Linked DNA regions of Macaca mulatta: region 1 is linked to region 2. The links are chromatin contacts, called in public Hi-C maps. All regions are on one chromosome and are shown on one strand. The core of a region is the stretch at or near the end of the contact, and the rest is flanking DNA. Distances in the headings are between cores, read along the strand shown. Region 1 holds the start of HOXA2 (homeobox A2). Region 2 holds the start of HOXA5 (homeobox A5).

Region 1 (4,589 bases), core at 1,143-3,642, 41 kb after region 2:
TTGCTGCTCACATTCTGAGAAACAAAAAGAAATAAAGTTTTTATTCTGAATAATATACGTGTTAAGAAGGGGTTCCTTGGCCGAAGACGTGGGTCTGCGTGGAATTCAGGCCGAGGCGAGCCGGCAGAGCAGGCCGGGCTCAGCAGCCCTTCGGCTCCAGCATGGGGCCTGGCCAGGCTATTCGCCTGGAAGCTCGGCGAATTCTCAGGATGGCGGCTGGGGCTCCAGGCGGCTGCGGCAGCTCTGGTAACGCCGTGCGGCCGGCCCGCTGGGCTGCCCGGTTCCCAGCTGCTGCGGAGGTAGGCCGAGGGCGCAGGGGCTGCCGAGTGCTGTGCTCTAAAGAAACAAAGGCAGCCCGGCCCAAGGCGCAGCGGGAGCGCACAGGTGCCCCGCGGCCGAGCCGGGGGATAACGCAGGGCGGTCTTCTGCTCCACGCTCTTGCTCGGGTCAAATCGGACCAACTAACGTCTAAACCTCGGGATTAGCCAGCCGCGCAGAGGATGCCGAGCACTTTCCGGGAGCAATCGGACTCCTGGTCTCCTCTGGGATGCTTTGCAGTCTATTACAGTGTCAGAAGGAAAGAATGGTTCCTAAAATCTGCACGCGGAGCAAAACAGTTTGAAAGGGACTGAGGCTCACCCGGGTCTCCAGCAAACGGAGGACCGAGCTGGGGAGAGTCACCTGAGCCAGTCCTTCCCTGGACTGCCTGAATCCCAGCATCAGCTTCCTTCTGAATGTAGTATTTGGCATTCTCTGAATTTATTTCCTCTCCATCCCTCCCAGCTTTCTTTTTATGGCCCCAGGGGGAGGGGGAGAGAGCAAGGAGATCCGTATCTTTGTAATAAAAATGCAATTTTATAAGTACTTTTTTGATTTGATGTTACAGGAGCTAAATATTACATTTCCACTCCTGGATTTAAGATAGGGCTGCTTACTGACTGGCTGGTAGAGGCAAAAGAAGGCACAGTAAAGGGAAATATTTTCATCTTCAGATTTAAGGATTCCTCGAGAAAGGAACCAAATTCAGAAAATGCAAACCTCAGACCTGCATCCCATCATCACCCGCTTCAGAGCTGGAAGTGAGGAACCGCTTTCGTCTGGGGATCAAGAGCATCGGATGTGAGAAATAAATCCCTATTCTCCCTGGATTGTATCTTTCAGAGGCAGAAGAGGAAAATGTCGCCATTTTGTTTGCAATCCAAAATATCCATCATCATGGCCGTTATCTTCCCCCTGTGAAGCTCCCTCAGATTATTCTTAGAAGCAGGCACTGGAGCCATTTCTGGGTACTGCTGGGTACCAACGAGCTGCTTTTAGAGAAACTCCTCAGTTTAAGGAAAAGGCTCGGAGGATGCCAAGCCAGGCTGCTGCGGAGAGCTCAGTGTTCCTCTCACACCCAGAGGTGCTTTCCCCATATCTGTCCTAAGGCTGTTGAAATATATATATATATATATATATATATATATATAAAATATTATATATATCCTTTTTAAAGAGTTTGGGCTATGGGAGAAATAGATTTGCTCTCCGCACCTCAACCTCTGTGCCAAAATATGGCGCACCTCAGAAATGCAGAGGCTGCAAAACCAGGCTTTGTGAGGACTAGGGCTTCCACCTTTTGGTCACGCTGAGCAGATACAGGAGTCTTCTTTTAAGTAATCAGTTTAGAGACACGTGTAAAATTACCTGGAAAAATAAGGAACAGCTAGTAAAATTACCTAGAAAAATAAAGATCTTCATCTAAGGATGAAGATCTTTCAGGAATATCACTATTTGAACCCACTTCTGAAATCTACTCTTTAGCTGAGGGAGGGATGGTTTGGAGGCTTCCTCCTTCCCCCAGGGCTAAGATTTTAAAATAAGATTCTAATGTGATTTCCCATATCTTACCAGTCAAGACATTCATTTTGGCTTTCAAAGAAAAAAGTATTGACTTCACCCCCCAGTTTCCTAGATATTAAAAAGAAATCCTTATTAAAATATCCCATGAGTTAAAGTAATAGACTTGGGGAAGATTTCAGTGTTGAGTGGTCAAAGAAAAGGGTTTTCTTCCAGATGGTATTTGAATTAAGGCGGCTGAGGCGGCAGAAAGCTCTCACCCACGCAGCCCCTGACAAAGCCTCAGAGATATGGGGGCAGCGCTGCTCCCTCTCTGCACCCCCCTTCCCTTAAGCCTATACTATTTTCTGGTAAAAACAAATGCCAAAAGCCGCCATCCCAGAGTCCGCAAAGCACCCTTCCTAAAAGGAGCCCTAATCCTTTTCACTGCCAAAATATATATTTTTAAAGGCTAGTTTTCCTTATTTACTTGCATTTCCTGCTCTCCTCTTTGCTTGGTCACATTTTATCTTGGAAGGAGCTGGAAGCTGAAATGTGTTCTTAAGGGCTAGAAGCTGTCAAGGCTTTTGGTGAGCAAGATTGATCGCGCCCAGACTTCCTTCGGAGCTTTGTTTGGAATAAAAGCAAGAAAACTAAAAAACCTCACATTTTCCGAAATAGCATCTCCATCTGCAAGGCAGTGCTCAGTGGTCAATGATATAGGCCACTTATATCTGATTTCCACCCCAAACCCTCTTTGATGCCGGCCTCAGAGATGGGGTCCTGCCTTTGCTCCTTGGTTGGCCTTTCTTGTTTTCTACGTAGATTTTTCTCCCCCTCCAACCTCTCTCTCCCTGGCCATCAGAATGATTTATTTTCCTGCCATTGATGCCTGCCGGCCTGGGGGACTCTGATCACTTCGTCTATTTCAAAGGAAGCAAAAGCGAATCACCATCCTCAGGGTTTGGGGGGGAAAAGAGGTACCTCCAGATCTACCTCTCAGCCTCCTTACCTCTTTCTGGCTTGGTGGATTTTTAAAAAATTATTTTTTGGTACCTAAAGGTGTTATCTTTTGAACCCTCTAGCACCGTCCAAGATGCGCTCAGTCTCAAGTCTCCGAATTGGAAAAAGAGAATGAAGGAGAACGAGAATCTTTATAATTCCTCCTTGGGTCGCCTCCTCTCCCCCGCAGTGCTGTTTCCCACAACAGAACCCGGAAGCAAACATCCCCGGTGCCCAAGGATCAGGAAGGTGTGGGAGGCAGTTCAGGCTGCCAGGGAGCACTCGCTGTATCTAAACCAACCAGCCCCCAGCCAGAGCGCCAAGGACAAGAAGAAGGGTAGAAAAAAAGAGACAGGGAGGGAGAGAGAGGAACAAGCATCTTCTCTTTCCTTGCTGGTAACTTCCAACAGACTTTCTGGAAATCGGAAATACTCACCGCACCCGAGCCCTATGGGTATGAAACCCAGAATGCCAGGAGCCGCACGCGCCTGCTCGGGGCGGCATTTCTTTGGCTGGCCGCCGCCCTGGCTACGGGGATTTGGACACATGGACCTGGGGTTGTTGTCTCGCTTGGCACATGCATCTTTCTCCAGCCACTCCTGAGAAGTTGATGGCGCAGGAAGGTCGGGAAGCTTTGAGAGCCGCCTCCCGTTTTCCGCTTCCCGCCGGAGCCAGATGCAAAGCTGCCGTGGAATAGCCTGCTAACAATGGGCCGAGGGCACAGACTCTGGGCTGGACACTGGGAGGGGGGCGAGAGGCTGCGGGAAGAAGGGGAGGCGGACATAAGAGAGAGGGAGGGAGAAAGGGGGAGAAGAGGAAAAAGAGGGAAAAAGACAGGCAGGAAGCAAAACAGACCGAGAGAGATCAGTTTTGAGATCCAGGAACTGGTTTCAGGAAAAGTGAAGGAGGAAAAGGGAACGAAAAGGAGGACCCCCTCCCAACCAAAATCTTTCTTTTCTTCTCTCTTTTCTGTCTTCTCTTTCTCCATCTCTCCATCTCTCTCTTCTTCCCTCTCTCTTTATTCTCCCTCTCGCATCTCCTCTCTCCCTCTGCTCCTTTCTCCTGCTTTAACAGAACTTATGTGGCTGGGATGCAGGGCCCTCGGGTGTCAAAACTTTGAAGATTAATGGATTACTTTGTTAATGACTGCAGGCGTCAGACTGAGGTGCTTAAATGATTTGTGAGGTGCGAGGCGTCTTCCCGACAGTCCCAAACAATGCGCGGAGTGTGCGGGGGAGGCAGAGGGCAGCCACCGGCGGGACCGACAGCAGGGCTTACACTCGCACACATTCACACACACACACTCCCAGGCGCACACACCAGATCCTTGCAGATCAGGAGGCGCTCAGGCACCCTCGCCCCCACGTACTCCGGGACATCCCCACCCACACCAACATATATGTATTTTTGCCCTGAAAAAAGTGTAAATAAAGCCTCGCTGGCCCCCAATGAGGCGTTCCTTCCCGACTTTTTTGGATCAATCAAACAGACAGTGGCTTCTTTTGATTAAAGCCCAAATTGTCATTGGGCAGAAGCAATCATGTGACAGCCAATTCGGTCCAATTTCAACCTTGTCTCCATGAATTCAATAGTTTAATAGTAGCGCGGTCCCCATACGGCTGTAATCAGTGAATTAGAAAAAAAACACCCTAGCAGCGATATTCTATGATAGATTTTTTTTTTCCTCTGCGCTCGCCTTTTTCCTGGGCCTTGCCCCCCCAAAGCCCCTCCAAAAGAGGGAACTTTTTCTCTGAGGGGGCTCCAAGGAG
Region 2 (4,590 bases), core at 1,970-4,469:
GTTGTAAAAGTCAACTATCTCGAAGGCACACCTCTCAGGCAAGAGTGAACAGCCCAGGACAGGCTTCTAATGTCCTGTCTGGGGACCGCCAGGCCTGGAACAGCAGTGAAAACAATTCAGGATTTCTGGAGCCGGTGAGACAACTATTCCCGGTTCCGGAGAGACTGAGGGGCGGCAGCCCTCCGTGCGATCCCAGGAAGGGCAGTAAAGAGGGCGGCCCCAGGACAGTGCCGGTTGTCGGGCGCCCCGGAAACCGAGCCCATCAATTATCCCGCGGCCTTGGGCCCCGCAGAGCTGCCCTCTGTGCCCAGCTTGGCCAGGGCCCCTGCGTCTTCTGTGCCTCTGGAATGTGGACAGAAAGATTCCACATCTGGACTTTTATCTGCCTCAGCTCTGAGCGGTTCTCGCAGCAGATGCCGAGTCCCCAGGCGCTGGGCAGGGGAGCAGGTCCCTCGGCTGGCTTAGGAGCCCAGTCTCACGGCCGCTGCTCTGTCGGTCCTTTCTTGTTAAAACCAGTGGTTTCTGGCCTCTTAATTCCCTGGGTTCAAAGGTGGGATGGGGACGCCCAGCTGGAAGGGGTGCTTTAAGACCAGGCAGGCGCGGGCCATTGAGCCCCTTGGGACTCAAACAGGATGTGTATGTGGGAGGAGGGAATGGGTGGGAAGAACCTACGTTTGGCTGAGTCCTGGTCAGCTCGAGGTGATCCTTCAGCTCTGGGCTGCAAGGCCCAGGCCCCTGGTGCGAGTGGAGAAGGAGAGAATAAGGGAGTTCACCGATTGCTAAGGCGCACGAGTGAAGAGCATAGAGTGAAGGCCTGGTTTCTCATGGCCCTTGCTCCAGCTCAAGAACTCGCACCCACTAATAGGGGAGCGCTAGGGGAGGGGCAACTCGGAGCCATGCCTGGAGTACAGGCCGGCAGGGAGCAAAGCCACCTTTGTCACCGCCCCTCCTGGCGCAGGACCTTCAGGTTTCCTGTTTGGAGGAGGAGGGGTGGGGAACCCGCAAAATTCAATAAAGCAAAAAGGGGAGGAGGAAGGAGGGGGCCTGGCGGGGCCTTTGCGGCGGCCCGAGCGTTAGTGTCCCTACTCTGGCCTGATCGGCTCGCCCCTGAATGGGCAGTGCCCGCCGCTGGCGTTCGGGAAGAGAGCCGGGCCGGCTGGCTGTGCGTGCCCATTAATCTGCCGGGCGGGCGGCGGGCGGGCGAGCTGTGGGCTGTTTGTAACTTTGCTGCCTCGGTCGCCGCGGTCCCTGGGGAGCGGGCTCCGGCGCTCGCTCCCATTGGCCGCCGCGGCGTCAGCTGGTGCGATTTGCTGCTGTCGCTTTTGGCGTTCGGCCATCCAGAAACAAACCAGTTCGATGACTACTAATAGTTATAGCCAGATGTACTAATACACAACAAATCACAGTCCTGCAGAGGGGCGCGCAAATGAGTTCCTATTTTGTGAATCCCACTTTCCCCGGGAGCCTGCCCAGCGGCCAGGACTCCTTCTTGGGCCAGCTGCCCCTCTACCAGGCCGGCTATGACGCGCTGAGGCCCTTCCCGGCCTCGTACGGGGCGTCGAGTCTCCCGGACAAGACGTACACCTCACCTTGTTTCTACCAACAGTCCAACTCTGTCCTGGCCTGCAACCGGGCGTCCTACGAGTACGGGGCCTCGTGTTTCTATTCTGATAAGGACCTCAGTGGCGCCTCGCCCTCGGGCAGTGGCAAGCAGAGGGGCCCCGGGGACTACCTGCACTTTTCTCCCGAGCAGCAGTACAAACCCGACAGCAGCAGCGGGCAGGGCAAAGCACTCCATGACGAAGGCGCCGACCGGAAGTACTCGAGTCCCGTTTACCCTTGGATGCAGCGGATGAACTCCTGCGCGGGTAAGGCATATCCCAAGACAGTGGAGGGAGAGGGGAAAGGAGGCAGGAAAAGAAAGAAAGAAGGAGGAAACCGAGTAGAAAGAGGAATAGAGAGAAAGGAGGAAAGAACTAGCAAAGTTTCTTTGACTTTTTAAAAGAGAAGAAAAAATCAGTTCCCAATGGGGCAATCAGGCCATGGCAGAGGAAGGGCAGGGCCCCAGTGTCCATGTAAGGTGACACTTTAGGGGAGGATGGGGGCACTGAGACGTATATGAGACCTGTGACAGGGACAGCCTGAAGAGAGAGAGAGAGGCTGGTGGGGACCCATGCACCCTGGGTACCCTGCTCAGCTTCCCAAGCCAGTGGGCCTTTTGCACTGGTCACTGATAAATACCCTTTGCTTCCCAACCCCCTCTCCTTTCTGCCCTTCAGAAACCCGTACAGAGAGAGGTGGCCATTTGGCCTCTTCTAGTGTCTCCCCAAAGCCTTGGAGGGCCACAGCCCCAGACTCAGGATTTTTTTTTCTCTCTCTTCCCTCACCTCCTCCCCCTTCCACTCAACTGCTCACTCTTAGCCAACTTCTGCCTTCTTCTGAGCCCATGCCTGAGTTCATACACCTGTCTTGGAGGGATCCCCACCACCCTTGGGGATCTTTGGCACAGATCAGACAGCCCAACACAATCCTACATTGCTAGAAATCCTAGACTAACTATAGCTCCATCTCTTAGCCTCTGGTTTCCAAAGACTCCACAGGGAATCCCAAAGACTCCTAGGAATTCCCTAGGACAGAGCCTAATGCGGATTGTTAAAATTATAATGTTTTGCGTTAAAATCCACTTTATCCTTGGGTGAGTTCTGCGTTTCTCAGAAGGGTCATATAATATGGGAGAATGTGTAAAGATTCAAGAGGGCTGACCATTTTTAACTCTTCAAAAAATGTGTTGAGTTCTGACATGGCTGGTCACAGTAGCATCCTCAGAGAGACCACTATGAATTCAGAGTGTGTACACTACTTACATGGTTCCACACCTCCCCCCCGCCCCACACACACACCCTGCATCCCCACAAAAACACGACCTGGCCGTCCCAAATTAAGAATGCCCATTCTGTTATTTTGATTGTAATGATTTTCCTATGAGGCAGATTTTTCAAAAACAATAATGTCCACCCCAAGTCGTTATAGGTGGAAAACATCTCGCTTGGTATGAAATAATCTCCCATTCAGTATGCTTTGGGCCCCAGACATAGTGGGAGAGGCTGGAGTGGAGGCGGGGTGGTTTTCAGTTCGTATGCCCCTTGTGGGAGGCACTGGGCTGACTGGGTCAACCATCCAGGTCCTGGCTTACCGGCGCCCGGCTGTTTCTGCTCGCAGGTGCTGTGTACGGGAGCCATGGGCGCCGAGGCCGCCAGACCTACACGCGCTACCAGACACTGGAGCTGGAGAAGGAGTTCCACTTCAACCGCTACCTGACACGGCGCCGCCGCATCGAGATCGCCAACGCGCTCTGCCTCACTGAGCGCCAGATCAAGATCTGGTTCCAGAACCGCCGCATGAAGTGGAAAAAGGAAAACAAGCTCATCAATTCCACGCAGCCCAGCGGGGAGGACTCAGAGGCAAAGGCGGACGAGTAGACGCCTGGGCAGGGACCAGGCCAGCGCTGCAACCTCCTTCGGCTTTGCCCCCTTGCCCTCGCCTGCTCCCCAACTTTTCTCCCCGCCTGCTCCCATCGGGGGCTTCCGCAACTTCAGGGGAGCCGGGAGCTTTGCAAGCGTCTGTGCATTTATTTCTTAAAAAACAAAACAAAACAAAACCTCACACACAGCCAATACCAGCGGTGGAGCGGGGCGCATTGCACACACCCAGTCCCGCTCCACAAGGCTGCCCAAACCGGCTCCCGAGTTCTGGGGTGCGCCCTGAAAGCGTCCGGGGCTGCTGTGCTAGTGCCTCTGAGCTCCCCGACCTCGGAACGCCGAGCTGCTAGGGAGGAAAGAGCCCTGGGCCGAGCCCCGTTTCGCGTCTGGGAGTCTGTGCCTAGGTCCCTCGCCAGTAGGTCCCGAAGGGCATCATCAAATTATCTCTGACCAGTTGAAAGAGGGGTTCTAAGTGCTGGAGCCCGGCCTTGTCGCGGCCTCCCAAGCGGCCTCCCAGAACAGGAAGCTCAAGGAACAAAGGGGGCCCCAACAGAGCCCAGTCTCTCGGTCCCGCGTGTGCAACCGTCAGTGGAAAAGAAGCAGCCTCAGCCGAGGCAACCTAACCTGGGCGCGGGTGGAACATTACAGCCCGGGGAGCCCCTGGGATCCCTCAGGCCCCCGGCTCCGGATTCCCGCTCCCTGCCTCCGATAGCGCCCGCGTCGCCGCCACAGCAGCGTTCAGGACCCAACGAGGGGCCCAGGGCCATGGAAGCCGCCAGAGTCCTGGCTTCCAGACGTGCCAGGGGCGCCTGCAACGCGGGGCCTCCAGCGGGGAGACTCCACTTGCCTCTCAGCTATATTTGTGATTTACTTGAGTCTTTCGGAGCCGTGGAAATTAACTACAGAGATACTACGCACTGCCACGATATGCTTCCATTATCGCCCTCATTTTACTCCTGGAGGTCTAAGCAAGACCCCAGTAACCGGCCCCACGGATCCCCAGACCCCAAGCAGCCTCTGTGGCTGCAGGGAGCCTGGGCCCACTCGCTGGGTTCAAGGAGAACCCTCCAACTGGGGGTCCGGCTGGCTCGAGGAACCGGACCCTGTGATG

What was found. Hi-C and Micro-C count contacts between places; a contact is called where the count stands out from the background.
Region 1: a contact with region 2 is called in a Hi-C map of sperm, with 3 times the contacts expected there. The contact joins the promoter of HOXA2 here to the promoter of HOXA5 in region 2. A contact is called at or near these places in 2 of 14 Hi-C or Micro-C datasets (liver and sperm).

The regions. Positions count from the first base shown.
Region 1 is chr3:101,242,288-101,246,876 of T2T-MMU8v2.0, forward strand. HOXA2 (homeobox A2) reads left to right here and starts at 2,393. Exons shown (of 2, transcript XM_077998009.1): 1 at 2,393-4,589. LOC144340152 (a long non-coding RNA gene) reads right to left here and starts at 3,378. Exons shown (of 2, transcript XR_013415900.1): 1 at 3,257-3,378; 2 at 1-1,686. It overlaps HOXA3 (homeobox A3), which reads left to right. Exons shown (of 7, transcript XM_077998008.1): 7 at 1-50.
Region 2 is chr3:101,200,238-101,204,827 of T2T-MMU8v2.0, forward strand. HOXA5 (homeobox A5) reads left to right here and starts at 3,220. Exons shown (of 2, transcript XM_015133832.3): 1 at 3,220-4,590. The region is part of intron 1 of HOXA3 (homeobox A3); the gene reads left to right. HOXA6 (homeobox A6) reads left to right here. Exons shown (of 3, transcript XM_028845936.2): 2 at 1,754-1,868; 3 at 3,220-4,590. The coding sequence ends at 3,479. All of the region lies in intron 1 of LOC144340151 (a long non-coding RNA gene), which reads right to left.